2 separate regions of the Anas platyrhynchos genome follow, and region 2 is linked to region 1. A link is a contact called in public Hi-C data. All regions are on one chromosome and are shown on one strand. The core of a region is the stretch at or near the end of the contact, and the rest is flanking DNA. Distances in the headings are between cores, read along the strand shown.

Evidence for each region. A called contact is a pair of places that touch in the nucleus more often than the background predicts.
Region 2: a contact with region 1 is called in a Hi-C map of skeletal muscle, with 1.7 times the contacts expected there. The contact joins the promoter of AHDC1 here to the enhancer-like site in region 1. A contact is called at or near these places in 3 of 8 Hi-C or Micro-C datasets (liver, skeletal muscle and subcutaneous adipose tissue).

Annotation. Positions count from the first base shown.
Region 1 is chr24:4,129,665-4,134,108 of IASCAAS_PekinDuck_T2T, forward strand. No RefSeq gene overlaps it. Among named protein-coding and RNA genes, the nearest start is that of WASF2, 3.9 kb to the left of the region's middle. Within about 2 kb of position 1,612, at least 1 of the 8 cell types and tissues checked has an H3K27ac peak or open chromatin away from gene starts, as enhancers often do.
Region 2 is chr24:4,188,106-4,192,561 of IASCAAS_PekinDuck_T2T, forward strand. AHDC1 (AT-hook DNA binding motif containing 1) reads right to left here and starts at 2,641. Exons shown (of 7, transcript XM_038167196.2): 1 at 2,404-2,641; 2 at 1,702-1,822. LOC119713588 (a long non-coding RNA gene) reads left to right here and starts at 2,844. Exons shown (of 2, transcript XR_005260782.2): 1 at 2,844-3,955; 2 at 4,027-4,279.

The DNA of each region.
Region 1 (4,444 bases), core at 362-2,861:
GCCCTGGGCACCCGGGTATCCACCACCCCCCCTCAGCACACCCTGGCTGAGACAGGTTCGTGATGGTGATGGAAATGACCTTTTTTCACCCGTTTTACGCTGCCCCTCCACGCACAGCATCCCGTGGTGCCCCCCGGCCGTGTCCCCCACCCGCCAGCACCCACCCCTGGGTGCGAGGCGCCGCGGGAGGCTGCGGGAGGCTCCAGGTTTTCCAGGCTGCCAGCCAGCCGTCGCCTTGAAGAAGATCTGCTTCCATCTCAAGGTGTCACAGCCTCAAGGGAACCACCTAATCTGTAGCTGCGCCGCAACCTTTATCTCTTCCCCTGCCTGTGCGAGAGGCTCTGTTTATAGCTGCCGAATAATACCTGCTAAATTGCGGGATCCGGCCCCCCCCTCCCCGCGGCACCCCCCTGACACTTGTTTCTCGGTGAGAGGGCTGCTCTCGCCTGCCAGGTGCTTTTTGTTGGAGGGAAATGCTGCGCAGGCTGCTCCTGCCTCTCCCCCGGGTGGGCTCCGGCTGCATCCGAGCCCCCCTAACCCTAGCGGGGTCCTGCCCCGCGCTGCTGCCCCCTCCAGCTCCCTCCCACCCCTCAGCCTGGGCTCTGCTCCCTGCTAAAATCCGGCAGGTCCAGTCTCAGCCTTCCTCTCCACACCCCGAGGATGGGGACAAGCAGAAATCCTCAACGGGAGGGACAAAAATCACTGCCACCCCAGCCCCGCACGAGGCCGTGACCGCGTCCTTGCCCGGAGGTGCTGGGGGACGGTGGCCAAGCGGCTCTCGAGTCCCCCCCAGGCTGTGCCGGGGAGCCTCGGGTGCCTGTCCCTGGCCGGCTGCCCCCTTCCCTGTCCTTGCCTCCGGCAGCTCTGCCCCCCCGCTGCCCCCCGTGCCTCACAAAATGGCCGAGGAGCGCGGCACGGCGGCTGGCGCGCAGGGAGAGCGGCTCCAGCTGCAGCCCCGCTCCCTGTGGGAAGGCCGCCAGGGCTGGCAGCAACAGAGCTGCGAGGATGCTCCGGGAACGGGCACCCAGCAGCATCCCAAATCCCTGGTTCCTATAAAAGTCACCTCCCTGCTGGTATTGGTGGCAAGCCGGGGTGCGTGGGGCACACGGGGTGCATGGGGTGCCCAGGGCGCACGGGGCACACGAGGAAGTGTGCAGGGTTCCTAGGGCCTGGGGGATGCGTGGGGGGCACTTGGTGTAGGGGGGGCATGAAGGGCTCAGGGGGCACAGGGTGCACAGAGCACGCAGGACGCAGCAGGTGCCCGCAGTGCGCAGGGTACACGGGGTACATGAGGTGCTCCTGGGGTGCAGGGCACATGGGATGCACAGGGTGCCCATGGTGCCCAGGACATGTGGGGTGTCCCTGGTCCCCAGGACACACGGGGTGCCCCTAGAGCCCAGAGCACACGGGGTGCCCATGGTCCCCAGGACACAAAGGACAACCCTGGTGCCCAGGATGCTTTGGGTACCCGTGGCGTGCAGGACACATGGGACACTTGGGGTGCCCATGGTGCCCAGGACGCATGGGGTGCCCGCTGCCCACCGGGGCCCCGGGCCAGCTCGGCGGCGGGCAGTTGCCGCGCCGCTGACATTTACTAATCAGCTCTAACCTCGGCTGCACACCCGCTCGTCTCGCTTGCTGTCTTGTCTCCATGGAGACTCCGCAACCTTTGCTCACTCGTTAATGGTATCTCAGCAAACGAAACTCCAACGCCACCCAGCCTTCCCCTCCCGGCCCCGGCGAGGGGGAGGCTCGCCCACGGGAGACATCCTCCCCGCTCCCCTCCATCCCCGTCCCCTCCCGCAGCCGAGGATAAAAGGGACGAGTCCTTGTTAACGAAGGACCGAGCCAGGCTGGGCCGATCCGGGGGCAAGTTCTGACGGCGGCGCGGGAGGAGGGCGAGCCAGCATCCTCCTCGCCGCGAAAACAAGACCTGGCGATTTTATTGCTGCGGCAGCACCAACGGGCTCCGGCTGCGGGATGCCAGCCAGGAACCGGCTGCGGTGCCCAAATCCCTTCCCGAGGAGGATTTATTTCGTGCAAAGCCCGGGCGGTGGCCGTGCCCGGCGTGTTTGCGTCCCCCGCGCCCTCTCCCCAAACCTCGGGGTGAGCGGGGTGGCCGCGCACCCCCCGGGTGCCTGCTCCGTCCCCGGCGTCCTGCTCTCGCCGGTTCTGTTTTCAAATTAACATGGGAAAGATGCCCATTACCTGCTTCCAGATAATGACTATGATTAGGCAGAGCTCTGCTGCCAGCCGAGATCTGAAGGATTTCTGTGCACTCCAGCAGCGCTTGCCGGTGCAAAAACAAGAGCAATAAAGTGTAAATAAAAGACTAAAGAAAATAGCGTGGTCCATCAGCGGAAGGGTGCGCGGAGGCAGCTCTAATGACAGCCTTTCTGCCGCCGTGTCGCTGGCTGCAGCCCCGCCACGGCCAAGGTGAAATTGGAGAGGGGCTGCCCCACGCCTGCACCCCACGTTTGAACCCGGATCGGCCTCCGGTTGCTCAAAACCGGTGGTGGTGGTGGTGATGGGGTTGGAAAAAGGGGAAAATAAATAACTAGCGATGTGCGCTTGTTTGTGCTGGGCAGGAATAGGTGAGCTGCAATATAATGAGCAAGGCTGGCCTTGGGGGACTCCCGGCCCGGCAGGAAGAGCTGTGGAGAGGAAGGAAAAGGCAGCCCCATCTCCTGAGACCTCTGCGCCAGCGCACAGAGCGCTCCCGGTCGCAGTGCTGCCCTGGGGTGCCCCGTGCCCTGAGGGCTGGGGGGGTTTCTGCCTCCCCAAAAGGATGCCCGCAGCCCTACGGGGCTGGGGCTGGGCAGGGGGTGGCGCACGGAGGGGAGGATGGGCTGGGGCACGGCACCACACAAAGCTGGGCGCACAGCTCGGCTGCGGCATCGTCCCCCTCCTGGCCCCCATCCACAGCCCTCGCTGCCCCGCAGGCTCCCTCGTGTCCCCAAAACACCGTGGCACAACCCAGCCTTCGTCCCCAGGAGGATGAGGATGGGCTGGGACGCATCAAGGGGACCGTGAGATGGGGACGCCCATGGCACGTGGCAGCACCCTGCCCGCCCTGCACCCCGCCGGGGCGGCTCCCCGTGAGTCAGAGGCGGGCAGGGCTGAGCTGGCAGCGGGGCATCGCTCACCGCAGGGCTCAGGGCAAGGAAGAGGATGGCCGATATGGGGCGAGGAAGGGCGGGAGGCACGTCCCAGCCTGCGGCACCCAGCCATGCGCCCGGCCAGGAGCCTCGCCTCCCCCTGGGGCTGCGTTCCTCCCCCTGCACCCTCCGTGAGACGAAGGGGACCAGGGTTGGGTGCGCATCCTGGGCACCCCAAGCTGGCCGTTTTCCATGGGTTCGGCATTTGGGAAGGCAGAACCCCCCTGCCCACGCTGCTGGGAACGTTTCTCCCTGGCTCGCCCTGCGCTGCTGGTGCCTAGGGACACGGTGGCACCGTGCCCAGGGACACGGCGCTGCTCCCCACGGTGACCACTGCCTCCCAAATCCTCTCCCCCACGTGGCTGCGGGCAAAGCGGCTCCCCGGGGACCTGGTGGCCCTGTGTCACCCTGCCGGGAGGGATGACAAAGCCACAGGGCTGCTGCAGGGTGGTCCCCCCCGGACCCCCATCCCGGGCAGGGTCACCGTGGTCCCGGTGCCCGTGGGAGCTGTCTGTGGCCACAGCCCAGCCGGGTGGAGGCCTGGGGAAGGAGCTAATCTCTGCCCCGATTAGGCAGAGTTCCCAGCAATGGAGGTTTCTTCTTCTTTTTTTTTTTTTTTCTCCCCCCTCAGTGATAACAAATAATAATATAATCCCCTTAATCCCTCCCCGAGGAGCCGGCGTGCACACCGAGACAGGAAGCGCGGCGCTTCTGCCGCCGCTGATAACCCGCACCATTTGGGCCCTCGGAAAAACAAACAGCGGGGCCGGCACCGCACCCCCCAAAAAAAACCCCCACGGTGCCCCCAGGTTCCCACCCCAGCACCCCCAAACCAGACCCTGACCCATCGCCAGCCCCAGGGGACGCGATCCTGACCTGGTTCCTCCTGCAGGGCACAGCCAAGGTCCCCACCACAACCAAGCAGCTCCAGCCCCCAGCAGGGCTCCCTCAGCCTTTATAGGGCGCAGCTGCCCCCTCCCCACCCCATAGCCCCACCTAGCCTAAAAGGCCTCCTGTGTTCCTTGCAGAACCCCTCCTGCAGCCTGAACACCTTGGGGGTGCCATCCCCATGCACCCCCCTGTTCCCCAGGGGTCAGGGACATGCCCTGAGTGCCCCCACCCCATGGAGCCCGAGCCCCCCCTGGCTGTGCCCCAACAGAGCGCTGGCACTGGGTGATCCCCTCTCGCCCCCAATGGGGCCCCTTTGTGCAAGATTTAGGAGCAGTGGCGTGGAGCCCCCCTGTTTTGTCCCCCCCAGTCACTGGGTGCCAGGGAAGGACCCCAGC
Region 2 (4,456 bases), core at 1,391-3,890, 59 kb after region 1:
AGCGCGGCGGAGCCACGGGGGACTCGCACCAGGGATGGAGTTGGCCTATTCAGGTTACAGAGACATGGCAGAGCGGAATTTGGCGCCGCGCCATCCCTTCTCCAGCCCCCCCCAACCCCCCCCCCCTCCCCGCTTTCCCTCCCTGCCTCCCTCCTTCCTCCCCTCCCCACCACCACCGCCACCACCACCACCACCACCACCACCCTCCTCTGCAAATTCCTCAGACCAGCAGGAGAGCCAGTGTGTAAGGGGACACCTGGGGGTGGCGGTGGTGGTGGTGAGGTGGGGAGGGGGGGTTGGTTTGGAAAGCCTGGGGGCCGCGGGGGGCCCCCAGCTTCATCCGCCTGCCCCCCGAAAAAGCCCCCCGCTCAGGCTTCCCGGCTGCAAAGCGTCGGGGCAGGATGCGTGCCCGCGCCCTCGGGGCTCGCTTCTGCTCTCTGTCACGCCAGGATAAATCTGGAGTGAGTCCCCGGCGCGCCGGGGCTCGCAGCGAGCACACAATGAGCTCAGACCGCGGCTTTTTGGTCGCTGCTCTCGCAGCAGCCGGCCAAGTGGCTTCGTGCACAAGGCCACCTGGTCGCGGCCGGGGCCAGTTCCTCCCACGGCAAGTAAACAAGCAGGGACCCGGCTGCCTCCACCTGCCCCCGGGCCTCCCTCCCCGGGGCTTTTCGAGGCCGCCGGCGGAGAGACCCCCGCGGGGTGGCCGCAGCCACCCCCCCTTTTGGGGTCCCCGCGGTCCCCGGTGCCCCGCGCGCGTGCCAAAGAAGCGCAAAGGGGGGCTCGGAAACGGGGTGCCAGGGGGGGTGGGTGGAAGGATCCGATAGGCAACCACGTTTTGGGGTATTGGGGGGGGGGACAGAAGCCACAGGCACCCGCCGAGCCCTGCGCAAGGGGAATGCACCGCGGAGAGCACGAGTTGGGGCCAGCACCCCCTCCCCGGTGCCCCCCGCCGCCGGCTCCCCGCGCACCCAGCCGGGTTGCGGGGGGGGGCAGGCTCTGCCCTGGGGGTCAGGGGGTTGGTAAAGGGGGGGGGAGCTCCTGACGCCCCCCAGGGCTGCGAGGATAACCCCAAATTTTGTTGACATGTTCCGTTCCGCCTTCTAGCGGACGGAGCCGGCTCTGACAGCTGTCACTCAGCGCTCGCAGCCCGGGGGGAGCCGGGGGGGGGGGCCGGCCGGGGGAGGCGGCTGAACTCGTGCAAATGGGGCACGGCGGGGGATTTTTTTTCTTGGGGGGGGGAGGGAGGGGAGGAGGGGGCGATCGCCAGGACGCCCCCCCCAGCCCCGTCTCCCCCCTCTCCCCCTCCCTCCTCCCCTCGCCCCCCCTCTCCCCTCCCCAAGTGCCATTAAACTCCTGCAATTTGGCACCAACTCGCCGCGCGCAACTTCGGCGGAGGGGACAGCGGGGGGGGGGCACACACACACACACACACACACACACACACACACACACGGCGGGGAGGGGGGGGGGGGCCGCGCCTCCCTCCCCCTCCACCCTCTCTCTCTACCAACACGCTGGGTGCCCCCCAACAACACCCCCGATCCCTTTCTCCCTCCCTTTCTCCCCCCTTTACCCCTCCGCCTCCCCACCCACGACCCCCCCACCTCCAGCCACGACCCCCCCCCCGGGGTCCCAGCCCCACACAAAGGCAACGGGGGTGGGGAAGAGGAGGAAGGGGGACGGGGACACCCCGGTACTCACCCGCCGGCTGCTGCGCTCCGAGCCCCCCGGAGCCCGCCCGCTTGGGGAGGCTCCTGCCGTCCGCCGGGGCTGCGTCCTGGCCGCCCGCGGGAGTCCCGGAGCCCTCGGCACCGCTCGCCACCTTCAACGAGAGCATTTCCAGCGCCTCCTGCTCACATTCTCCCCAGGCAACTCCGCTCCTGCCAGCCCGCCCCCTCCTCCGTCCCCTGCCTGCTCTTTTCCTCTCGCCTTTCCTCCTTTCCCCTCTTCCCCCCCAGCCCCCCCACCCCTATTTGATTTTTTTTTTTTTTTCGCCCTGTTTTTTTCCTCTCTCCCCCTCTGCCGCTCGGCTATTTTTTTTTTATCCTCCTCTTATTTTTTTCCTCCTCTTTTTTTTTTTTTTTCCTCCGCTTTTTTTTTTTCCCTCCTCTCTCTCCCTCTCTCTCTCTCTCTTTTTTTTTTTTTCAAATTTTTTCTCTCTCCCCCCCCCCCCCCCCCCCCTTCGCCTCGCACACACACAAAAGGCAGCGGAGCGGGAGGCGGAGGGGAACCGACCTCCCCTCTGCGCCTCCGCCGCTCAGCCGCCTGCGGAAAGCAAAGAAAGACACAGCGCAGCAGAGCCCTGGCTTGCTGCTGCCTCCCCCCTTCCTCCTCCTCCTCCTCCTCCTCCTCCTCCTCCTCCTCCACCTCCTCCTCCTCCTCCTCCTCCTCCCTCGCTCTTGCCTTCTGCCGCTCCCGGCTTTGTGGGGGCTGGGAAAGGGGGGAGCGGAGCCGGCGGCGCGGCGCGCCCTGCCCTCTCCGTGCGCGGCGGGGACCGCGGCTCCGCTTCGCTCCGCTGTCAGCGGCACGGCCAGCATCCGGCACCCCGGGGAGCCGTGCAGCACCGCCGGGGCATGCCGGGCCTTGTAGTCCTTCCTTCTCTCCCCCCCCCGCCTTCTCGTTTCTCTTCCCTCCTTCCTTTTTTCCCCCCCCCCCGCCCCTTCTCCTCTCCCCGCTTTTCTCCTCCCCGTCGGCGCGAAGCGGGGAGGGGCGCGCAAGGGGCGCGCATCTCCGCGCTCTGCTTGGGGAGGGGGGATTCAATTTTTTTTTTTTTTTTTTTTTTTGGGGGGGGAGGCATCCACCCGGAGGGTGTTTTGCCCCCCCCCCCCTCCCCAACCCCCCGGGATGCCCACCCCCCCACACAAGTGGGATGCACGGGGCATTGCTGCCCTCTCCCGGGTTGCACCCGCACTGCGCTCCCCGGTAGGATGCGGGGTTTGGGGGGCACGCAGGCAGCCCGCAGACCCCCCCCCCTCCCCGCCCCAATCCTCGGTCCGAATTTCCCCCGTGGCACACCCCCTTGAAGCCACCTAATTAGCCTTTTTTTTTTTTTTTTTTTTTTTTCCACTTAATTATTATTATTTTTTAAGTTAGCCGTGGCTAGGGCCTGGCAGCGCTGGAAACTTCCCCTCTGTTTGCTAACACCCCGCTCCCCCACCCCCAGGGCACGGTGCTGTGCAGGGGTCCCCCCTTGGCTATGTCCCCCTTGGCACAGAGGGGACCCCGGGGGGGCGCAGGTGGTGACCAAAACCACCCAGGACGGTGGTGGCAGGGCGGGGAGATGTCCCCCAGCTGCCATCGTGCCCCGTGACCTCCCTCCTCGTGGCTCCTCGAGCATCCTCAGCGCCTTCCCTCCAAGGCTGCGCCGATGTTAATGCTCCCAGATACAATATAATTAACGCGGATAATGCCGCTGATGTTTGTTGTGACACCGTGGTTTTGTGAGTGACGAGTGAAGGGTTAACTCCAGGGAATTGGGAATATTGCTCGGCTGCTAATAACACGTGAGTCATCGATGAAATAACACATGGGTGCAGGGAGACACGCAGCACCTGGCTTCACAGCAGCCCTCTGCCTCACCGCCGTGCTGCACGTTGGGTTTTCATCTGTGGTCGGGGATCAACAGGCGGCAGGGAGGGAATCGGCGCTCAGGAGACGTGCCGGGCTCCCCAGCTCCGCCGCCAGACTGGGACAAACTGGTTGAACTGGGGTCGGATGGAGAGCTGCCTTCCAGCATGGACGCATCGCCGCGCTTCGTATCCGAAATGCCAGCAGCTGCATCCCTGGGCTCTGCTCACCCCAGCAGGCTCGGATTTGGGAACGGGGTGAGGACGGGGACCCATCTGCATCGCTCCCAGCTCCTGCAAACCCTGCGGAGAGGAGGCCCGGCGCTCCAGCCCGGTCAGCAGAGGAATCTGCACACGCAGACAGGATCGCTGCAATTGCTGGTGGCTGAGTGAGCAACTTTGCAGCCTTCCTCGTCCCCTCGCCCTGAATGTCAGCTTTGAATTTTCTTGCTATTTTTAGGGATGGTTCAAACCTGAGGAGGATCCCTCCCCGCTCGCCTCGCGGGGCTCTGCACCGTATGAATATTGCAGGGGCCGTGCCTTGATGTTACCTGCCCCGGGTGCCGTGGGACAGCAGGACAGGGGGGATGCCTCGCGTGCGCGGGGAGAGAAGGAGGTCGTGCAGAAAACATTACGCTGCAAGCAGAATGGGTTGGAATGTAAAAGATTTATTAATTTAATCCGAAGCATTAAAAGGTCATGTATTAATCAAAGAGATGCTTAAAACTGTCAAAGTCCTTTGTCAGGTTTGAAGTGCATCTCTATAGTTATCATAAAATATATATACCCGCCTGGCACCGAGCCCTCGCCAGGGCTGGGAGCGGGCGAGGAGGAGCAAAGCGAGGCTCTTCGCAGCGGGGTCCCTGCAGAGGGGCACCCACCGGGGCTCT